Linked DNA regions of Gossypium hirsutum: region 2 is linked to region 1. The links are chromatin contacts, called in public Hi-C maps. All regions are on one chromosome and are shown on one strand. The core of a region is the stretch at or near the end of the contact, and the rest is flanking DNA. Distances in the headings are between cores, read along the strand shown.

Region 1 (5,675 bases), core at 600-3,099:
TATTTTTTGAATTATTTGAATCTGTTTAAAAATATACATCTATTTAATATCTGTAAATTATTCAAGTATTGTTATTTAAATTCAATTTTGAATTAAATATTATTTTTTATATTTAAATTCACAAAATAATCATTTTCAGTATATCTAATTTGTTAAAATTCGAATTTAAATCCGGTAAAATTCTTTCTTTTCGCATATATGTCTAACTTTTTATTGGATATATAATTAGACAAATAATCATATACAAAAATAGTTTATATAAATTAAATACTAATCTTGAAGAAAATTATATTTTTCTAGACAAAATCAAAATCAAGGCAAAAACCAAAAACAAAATAAAGAAAAATAAGGACTCAACTTATGTTTTTTTAAATTTTTAAAGAATATTATGTTTCTAAAGTTTTTTTATTCCTTAAATTTTCTAAAAAGATAGCTTTTTATTTTTTTTATTTTCTATTAAAATGTAGATTTTTGTTCGATTTTGTTAAGAACATAATTATTTTTCAAGGTTAATTTTCACATGTACTCATTTTATGTAATCATGTCCTAAAAAAAATTAGAAAGGGATGGGAAATAACCTTATCAAACCATTTTTATTGTTTTGTTTTTTTTAAATATTATTTTTATACCATAGTGAAGCTTAAATAATCAAAACAAGCCATCAATGTCCATTAGAGGGTTTCGATTCTGACCTTCGATTATCTCAAATATAAAATAATTTACTAAAATAATACATTACCTTCTTTTATTTTTTCTTTCTTTCTTCTTCTTCTTCTTCTTTTTTTCTTCTCCTTTCTCTCTTTTCTTTCTCTCTTCTAGTGGGTGGTGTTTGGTTTGAGGGACCATGCTTATAAGGTCCCCCATTTGCAATCTTCTTTTTCCCTTTGAAGGGACAACAAATATACAGTAGCCAGCTACAAGCAGCAGCCAGCTGAAAGCAGCAGTCAGTAGGGGGCCATGCATTCAGCAACAAACAGCAGGGGGGCCATGAGCAGGGAGGCATACAGCAGCAGCAGGTGGCACGCCGGGGGGTTTGTGTGCGCAGGGAACAGTCCATTCTCGCCTACCTGTCAGGCGCGACCCATTTTCAGGTATTTTTTACCCGTATTTTAATCAGTTGATCATATTTTTATATATATAAATTTAAATATTTTTAATAAAAATAAAAAATAATATTTTATTTAAAAAAACAAAAAAATATTTTAATATAAAAAAAAGTCTGCTTGTCAAATAAGCGCTAATGAAAAAAACCACACATTTTGATAAATAATTGAACTGAAAACTTATTTTAGTATATAATTTTTTTAATTTATTTCAATAAAAAACCCATAAAATGGAATGAGATAAAGTTATAAAAAGAAATAAAGGAATTTCTTTTAACATCTGTTTTAGTATTGGTTTTTGGAATGTTTGAATATTTATATATGGTAGGAGTGGTGTGGGTGACATCATCTTCCTTCAAAGCCTTACGTCAGCTTAATGTTGATTAGAAAGGAGTAAGGTGTCGTAAACATTTTATGCAATGATTCACATTTTAGTACTTACCGGTTTTAGAACACTTAATTAAATCATCACAACATTTTAAAGCTATGGTGGGCGATCAATTATTCCCAAGTCCTGTATTAATTTTCACAAATTTTAAGAAATATGTAACATTAAACTTCTTTAATATTTCAAACTTTTTAATCGCAAATTAAAAAGAAAACAAAGTGTTTAGAAGGAATATATATATTAAATAAGAATTTATATTTGATATGTACTCAAAACAATATAATTTTATAAAAAAGTATTATTATTTGATTGAATTTCCGTTTTCAGTCTAACCTCGGAAGACAATGAATGCAAAGAAAGTCAATTTACGCTATGTGCATCCATACTCCGTGACATTTACAAGCTTAAACAGTATAACCCAGTATGCTCAGCTCCCTGCTATAAATCCTCGCTTTCCTCTCTTCATCTTTCATTCCCTCCATCCACACCATTACTGCATGTGATCAACAAATTAAATTGACCCAAAGTATCCCCCCCCCAAAATGGGTGTTAACGTGACCTCCATTAAGACTTCATCAAATGGAGCTTGGCAAGGTGATAATCCTCTCGATTTTGCCTTCCCATTGTTAATAGTTCAAACCACTTTGATTCTTGTCCTTAGCCGTTTCCTTGCTTTTCTTCTCAAACCCCTCCGCCAACCCAACGTCATTGCTGAAATTGTTGTACGTATCTGGATTCTATGTATCTTTATATTAGTATTAAACTTGATGATTATGATGATGAATATTGATTCTACGTTTTCAGGGGGGAATTCTGCTTGGGCCCTCAGCTTTTGGTCGAAACAAAGACTACTTGCATCGGATATTTCCATCATGGAGTATGCCCATACTGGAAACCGTGGCAAGCATTGGTCTTCTTTTCTTCCTTTTCCTTGTAGGTCTCGAGCTGGATTTAAGCTCTATTCGTCGAACAGGCAAGAGAGCCTTCGGCATAGCACTTTCCGGGATATCCCTTCCATTCATCTGCGGCATAGGCGTTGCCTTTGTTATTAGAAAAACCGTTGAAGGAGCTGACAAAGTCGGCTTCGGCCAGTTTCTTGTTTTCATGGGAGTCGCGCTCTCCATCACTGCTTTCCCCGTTCTCGCCCGAATATTAGCTGAGCTCAAATTGTTAACAACGCAATTGGGAGAAATCGCCATGGCAGCCGCCGCATTCAACGATGTCGCTGCATGGATTTTATTAGCTTTAGCCGTTGCTCTTGCTGGCGATGGCCCTGGTGAACAGAAAAGCCCCTTAATATCAGTATGGGTCCTCCTCTCGGGTGTTGCTTTTGTCGTTTTTATGATGGTCGTAATCCGACCCGCCATGAAATGGGTCGCTCGCCGATGCTCACCCGAAAGAGATGTCGTCGATGAGGCATATATTTGTTTAACATTAGCTGGTGTAATGGTATCCGGATTCATGACCGACCTGATCGGGATCCATTCCATCTTTGGTGCCTTTATTTTCGGACTAACGATTCCTAAAGAAGGAGAATTTGCAGAGAGATTGATAGAGAGGATTGAAGATTTCGTGTCGGGTCTGCTCCTTCCGCTGTACTTCGCTTCCAGCGGGTTGAAAACCGACGTGGCTAAAATAAGCGGTGGGAGGGCTTGGGGACTACTGATGCTGGTAATATCGACGGCTTGCGCGGGCAAAATTATAGGGACATTTGCGGTGGCTCTGATGTTTAGAATGGCGGTGAGAGAGTCGTTGGCGCTTGGCGTTTTGATGAATACAAAAGGCTTGGTTGAACTCATCGTCCTCAACATCGGCAAGGAGAAGCAGGTGAGTGCGCATTATTCTTTATTTAATAATATTTTTATTACTTTTTTTTTCATTTTTAAGTAATAATCATATTTATTTTTTAAAAAAAGTAAATAATAAATTTAAATTTACTAATCAGAATAAATTTTAGGAGAATCCATATATAAATTATATAAGTAGTTATATAATATCTTATATAAATACCAACAATTGCAATTATTATAGAGAGGACTTAGATATGAACATTAGAAATGATATTATTAAGATAAACAATAATAAACTCTGAAAGGTTTAATCTTTATGGAGTGCAAAATGGACATAGAAAATATTTTGATTCTACTAAAATTGATCAATAAATTACAAATAAATTAATTTAATTTATTTATAATTAAAATTTATTCTTTTTAATTAACAATTTTCAAATATTAAAGATAATATTATTAAGATCGATAATAAAAAATTTTAAAGAAATAATCAATTTTAATCGTAGAACTAATATTTTTTTTCAATAAAAAGTTATGTTTTTTAAAAAAAATAAAATAAATTAACTTTTAAAATTTTATTTTGACAGTTTTTCTTTTTTTGCCCTGATTATGATATATTTTCATCACATTCAAGAACCTAAATCTAAAGCTTTGCCGATCCTCTAAATTCGGAACCAGACACACTATGTATTTTGTTTTTAATTTCTTCTCAGTACATGTCATGATGTCATGTTTTTCTTTTACATAATTTATAAGCACACGTAAGTGGGACTTGTATTACAAAGTTGAGATTTTTGAGTTACCCTTTGCCTCCCTTCTTGACAACCTTGTGTCGGCCATTGCCATTTTAGACTAACACTCTACAGCGCTGAAATTTCAAAATTGATGGTAAATAATTCTCCTACACGTCAGAGATAAGTTATATATAGACTTCGTTAGTGTTTGATTTATCAATAATTAGCTTAATTTAAGATATATTGGACATAACGTGAAGTTTAATTCAACTAGTTGATATCATAATATTAATAAAAAAAATAGGTTAAAATAAAATTTTCCATTCCCACGACCAAGGAGGCTTTAGGACAAAATGGGACCCATTTTATACAACATTTTCTTTAATGTCTACGATTAATGGTGTTGGACTTTGCAGGTACTTAATGATGAGGTTTTTGCTATACTTATTCTAATGGCGCTCGTCACCACCTTTATCACAACCCCAACCGTTATGGCTATTTACAAACCGGCTCGTGGTTCGTCCGCCCTTACTCACCGGAAATTACGTGACTTGACCAACACCGATGAGTCAAAACAGGAGCTTAGGATCTTGGCTTGCCTCCATGGCCTTGGCAACGTACCCTCCATAATCACCCTCATTGAGTCAACACGAAGTACCAAAAAATCCCAACTCAAACTTTTTATTATGCACCTTGTGGAACTCACCGAACGTTCTTCTTCAATCATCATGGTCCATCGTGCTCGGAGGAATGGACTTCCTTTCATTAACAGACTTCGAAGGGGTGTGTGGCACGACCGAGTTACTGGAGCTTTCCAAGCCTACAGTCAACTGGGTCGAGTCTCGGTCAGACCCACAACAGCCATCTCTGCATTGTCTACCATTCACGAGGATATTTGCCATGTGGCCGAGACCAAAAAGGTGACGATGATCGTTTTGCCTTTCCACAAACAACAATGGAGGGGAGAAGGTTATGAGCAGACGGTAGAAAATGTGGGCCACGGGTGGAGACTGGTTAACCAAAGGGTGCTAAAGAACGCACCATGTTCAGTGGCAGTGCTCGTGGACCGTGGGTTCGGGAACGGAGCCCAGACCCCTGGGCCCACTGCCACTACTACAGCTCAAAGTGTTTGCATATTATTTTTTGGTGGAGCTGATGATCGTGAGGCTTTGGAGTTAGGTGGTAGAATGGCTGAGCACCCAGCAGTGAAAGTGACCGTTGTAAGGTTCGTCGAAAACGAAGGATCGGAAAGAAATGGTGTATTGTTGAGACCTTCAGCAAGCAAGTCGAATGAAAAGAATTATAGCTTCTGCATTGCCAAATTGAACCCTGAAAAAGAGAAGGCAAGTCCTTTTAACTATTTTTATTATATTGTTTTGACCTACGTCGGCTCTCCCGAGGGTCCTAGAGATTCAAAAATCAAGACATACTAGAGTACTGTCTCCAAACAAATTTATAGAGTAGAAACGTCTCGAGTGCTAGCTCTACTGGTAACACACTCCTTATCAATAATATATATTCCGTCTATTTAAGCATAAAAAATGTTTTAATTTTGTGAATTCGTTAGAGTTCTCAGCAGAGATAAAACTCTGACAGAAGATAATATTAAGTTTGTTGAGCGTTTTAACATCTTGTAATGCCGATAATTGGGTTATGCTAA
Region 2 (5,049 bases), core at 1,860-4,359, 550 kb before region 1:
TGACAAATCAGATCTGAAGTTGGATATTTTTATGGTTCAACACGATATGGAGAATATGTACATGTGGGTTTTCAAGGAGAGACCCGAGAATGCTCTGGGTAAGATGCAACTCAGAAGCTACATGAATGGCCATTCTCGCCAAGGAGAGCGTCCATTTCCGTTTAGTGTGGATAAAGGATTTGTCCGTTCACACAGGATGCAACGGAAGCAATACAGAGGATTGTCAAACCCCCAATGTCTACATGGGATTGAGGTTGTTCCAGCACCAAATCTCATGGCTCTGAGTGAGGAAGACCGGAAAAGGTGGATGGAGCTTACTGGAAGGGATTTAAACTTTACAGTTCCACCTGAAGCGAGCGATTTTAGTTCATGGAGGAACCTTCCAAACACAGATTTTGAGCTAGAGAGGCCTGTTCCTCCTCCTTCAATAAAGAGTGTTTCAAATTCTCACTCAAAAAAACTTCTTAATGGATCTGGGCTGAATTTGTGTAGTCAACCATCTAGCCATAGCAATGGAGATGGGATGGACTTAACACTTGTTAGCAACAAAAGGAGGAAAGAACTTTTTCGGCATAGAAACAATGATGATTGCTATTTGCCTGCCATTCCTCCATCTGACCGAAATCCGGATATGGAAATTCATCCCAGTGAGTCACACTGGTTAAAAGACTTCAGCGGGATAATGAAAAATGTGCATGGGCCCGTGACCGCTGCGAAAACTATCTACGAAGATGAAGCAGGTTACCTGATCATTATCACCTTGCCGTTTGTCGATCTTCAGAGGGTCAAAGTCTCTTGGAGGAATACTCTCACTCATGGTATCATAAAGATATCTTGTGTTAGCACATCTGGCATGCCTTTCATCAAGAGACATGATAGGACCTTCAAATTAACAGATCCTGCTTCTGAGCATTGCTCTCCTGGGGAGTTTGTTAGAGAGATCCCACTGTCAACTCGAATACCTGAAGACGCCAACATAGAAGCGTATCATGATGGACCAGGATCTGTCCTTGAGATTATGGTGCCCAAACTGCGAGTGGTACCTGAAGAACACGAAGTACTTGTCTGCCTCCGGCCTAAGCTTATTGGGAGTGATCTCATGTTGACATGAAGTAGTAGTTACAGAAGCATTATAGAAGGGTAGTTGCTATGATTGGTGCTTACATTGTTTTTACTGACTTTGTATCATACAGAGTAATCTATGAAACAAATATCTGCATCTCACATTTTATCTTTCGCAATTTTTTTCTCACTAATTGCTACGATTTTTTTTTTGTCCCAACATTCTGGTAAAACCATTCGATTTGTAGCCACAATTGTTATTCAAACTTACTTTTGATTATAGTTATTAATTAATATGAAAATAGAAACTAACACCTTTTGGTTGTGTTAGTAGTAGTAGCAATGCTTCTCTCTCGATGTAATTGTTACAGGTAAGGGTTAAAGTTTGGACTTAATTTGCAGCCATATTCTCTTGTATTTCTTGGGATTTTGGTTGGATTTTCCATCAGAACCTCTTGGACGCATTCAGAGATGAATTATTAAAATGGGGTAGTGGAGTGGACAGAGTTTTTGACAGTGACTAAGCTTATGTGCTTCTGGAACACACACTGATTAAGAAATATCTCAAAATGATGATAATTTTACAAGGTATTGCGGGTGCTAAAAGTCAATAGAGTGGAGGTGGCAGTTCCACTTCTTTCCTCTTGGATAGACACTTTCATTGCTTACCAACAAACTTCCAATGTCCAATTTCCTCTTGCCTCTTCTGTTAAAAGCCAAAAGCAAATGATGAAAGGAACAAAAATCTCAGTGAAAATTTATTGTATTTTTTTAGTATAAGTTCTGAGTGAGTGTACTTGCTTGATGCTTCTGTTTTAGACTCCCAGTGGAATTGGGTTGTGCATTAACTTTGATGTCATTTGTATATAGTGCTATGATTTCTGCCTTGTTCTCTTCATTGCTGTCTTTGCATAATCAAAGCCGCGGGTGTAAGATTTTTATAAATTATAGAAAACAAGATCCACGAAAGAAATGATGCTTTAGACCACTGCAGCTATTGGTAAGGTAAGATTTATATGTTAATACCATGATCTTTTTGTTCAAATTCATCACATTGGCCCTTCCACTAAAACAATGCCATGTTCTCAGGTTCCGTAATAGGATTGGCGGTGCCTATGTTGGCAGAACAGGCATCAAGACGTAGATGTATTGACACCTAAAGCTTTCATTGGTCTCATAGTCGGAGCCGTGCTCCCATACTGGTTTTCCGGCATGACAATGAAAAGTATTGGAAGCGCAGCTCTCAAAATGGTCAAAGAAGTTCATCAGCAATTCAATACAATTCCGGGACTAATGGAAGGCAAGGCGAAACCAGACTACACCTACTGCTTCAAGTATCAACCGATGCCTCACTCTGCGAAATAATCCCCACCCGGTGCACTTATTATGCTTACTCCACTTATAGTAGGAACCCTTTTTGGAGTCGAAGCTCTCGCCAGTGTCCAGGTACAAAACATATCCATTACTTTTACCAGTCTAAGTTCATCTAAACAACACCATGATCAAAATTTGTGTTGCCATAGGTTGCCATCTCAGCTTCAAACACAGGATCATGGGATAATAATGCCAAGAAATACATTGAGGCAAGCCAACAAATTGTTCTATGATGTAAGCATTGGGTTTTTATTGCATTAATGGTTTGTGTGCTAAAAAGCGGGTGTTAGCGAACATGCAAAGTCATTGGAACCGGAAGGTTCAAGATGTCACCAGGCAGAAGTGAAAGGAGACACAGAAGGGGATCCACTGAAAGACACTTCAAGTCCATCATTCAACATCCTCATCAAGCTCATGGCTGTTGAACCTTTCGTCTTTGCTCTTTTCTTCGCCGCTCATGGAGGCTTGCTTTTCAATTCATCTAAATTTCAAGCCTCTTTTAACAATACATACACACATGCATTCATATATTTATGTATCTATCAACAGTAGAGTTGTAAGCTAGAGGATATGGGGAACTTTTGTATTAAGAGTAAGATATGTGAAGGAAAGTCGAGCCTCGCTTTGACGTTGTGATGTACCAGGCTATGGGCCTCTGAGTGGACGTTGGAAGCAAGTCCAAATTAATCTTGTCCTGATTGGGCCAAGTCCAAATCAAATGCTGATCCAAGGGTTGGATGACACCTCCAATGGGTTTTGAATAATTATAAGACAATTTAAAGGACTTTTAATTAAGTTTTCAGTTTAATTAGTTTGCATTTTAATTTATGTCTTGCATTTAGTGAAGTTTTATTTCAATTTAAAAAAATTATATTTAATTAAGTCATGCATTATATTTATGTGAGTTTGTGTCATATGTGTGGAGTGTGTCATTAATTAAGTTTAACTTCAATTTGCATTTAATTATGTCATGCATTATAATTATGTGTCTTATATGCTAATTATGTTTAAGCATGGGTTTGAGTTACATATTTATAAATAAATGTGTATTTATAATATGCTGAATTCTATCATAGACATGTGTGTTTTAATTAAATGTTTTAGCTGAATAAGAATATGAAAAATTGCAAATGTTTAATATATAAAAGCATGTTTGATGTGTCTTAAGGACGATTTATGGTACTAAGAAGGTCTAGAGGCGTTCACACGCAAAGGCTGTTCGATTTTGGCATGATAAAGTGTGTATTCGGTCACTTAATTGATGGTATATGAAGAGGACGTTTTGTTGGGTGTAGAAGGTGAATAAATGAACAAAAGTCATTCAAGAACCAGCATTCAATGTTGATGCATTGTGGCTGTTCATTGGACCAAGAATGGCTTTTCAAATTTCGTCAGTTTTATGCACTCAAAGCTCATTATGGTGCCAATTAAAGAGTTGCCAGCCCAAGCATTCAAACATTCGGTTCTAAGCGAGATGAAAGGACTACAAAACAACATAATTAAGGAACAGTTAAGCTTTCATCAAGTGAAGAGACATGTCTTTTTAGTTACACATGAATCAAGTGAATAGACATGACTTTTGGGCTATCTACCATGAGTTATAACCTTAAGTGTTTGTTTTAATAGCTAGTTAAATGCTGAATTTGAAAGACCCTTTATAGGATTTGAAAATTCATATATTTTGGCCTAAGTTACTTATATAAGATTAGACAATTATTTTGAATATAAACTTTTTTGGTGAGATTATCCTCTCTCAGTTCTTCATTAAACTAAACTGAACTTATCAAACTTTTACGAGTTTGTGGCATTCACCCAATTGTCTTATCACTTTATTTCCCATCATGGAGTGTGGCGACTTCGCTAACCAAGGTTCGATTATTCTGTCATGTTTAAGTGGGCCGCAGTTTTAATATAGTTACGGTTCCTTAAAGTATTCAAATGCTATGAGTCAAGGTTTCTACCAATTGAACCTATTCAAGATGTTCCTTCCATTCAAGCTATTTTCCAAACTATCCAGGTCTGGGAAATCACATTACATTGGTTCTTATATGAACAAAGTAAGTTTATGATTGAATAAAAATGATTTTGCAAATAAAGTCTCCATTTGAGGAATTTTAAAAAAATTGCAAATGGTTAGATTCCAACTTTATTTTCTTTTTCACATTAAGATGGTGAAAGTTAAATATTAGTGTTATGGTACTCATCATTACTGATCCACTACTCGGTTACCCGATCGAATTCTGGCCTGTCGCCTACATTGTTTGCACCTTGAGTTCACACATGAGGTGTTCATGTCCTTTAATGACCTCGTACGATGTGGGTTCGCATTACCATTCAGACAAACCAATACATAGAAAATATGTGTTAATCCTAGAGTAGGGTACGTGTTGGCATGCATGGGAACTTACCTACAACATCACATTCATGAATAGTAATCGTATCGTATAAATAGAGAATTTAACCCTTTTGAAAAGGACACACACATAAAAATACTCAATAATTTGGTGCAATAAGCATGGACAAACTTTTGATCTTAAAAAAATAAAAAAAATCAAGATGACTCACTCTAATTAGAATTTCCCCAATAGTTTCCCATTGGACTAGGCAAGAGGT

Evidence for each region. Hi-C and Micro-C count contacts between places; a contact is called where the count stands out from the background.
Region 2: a contact with region 1 is called in a Hi-C map of leaf, with 3 times the contacts expected there. The contact joins the enhancer-like site here to the promoter of LOC107948894 in region 1. A contact is called at or near these places in 3 of 34 Hi-C or Micro-C datasets (all in leaf).

Annotation. Positions count from the first base shown.
Region 1 is chrA04:71,530,631-71,536,305 of Gossypium_hirsutum_v2.1, reverse strand. It overlaps LOC107948894 (cation/H(+) antiporter 20), which reads left to right and starts at 1,849. Exons shown (of 4, transcript XM_016883553.2): 1 at 1,849-2,213; 2 at 2,296-3,318; 3 at 4,432-5,358. The coding sequence starts at 2,034.
Region 2 is chrA04:72,085,956-72,091,004 of Gossypium_hirsutum_v2.1, reverse strand. It overlaps LOC107887378, which reads left to right. Exons shown (of 3, transcript XM_016811588.2): 3 at 1-1,224. The coding sequence ends at 1,111. Among protein-coding and RNA genes, the nearest start is that of LOC107887378, 4.0 kb to the left of the region's middle. Within about 2 kb of position 3,109, at least 3 of the 9 cell types and tissues checked have an H3K27ac peak or open chromatin away from gene starts, as enhancers often do. A contact at or near this core is called in leaf, where this site is marked.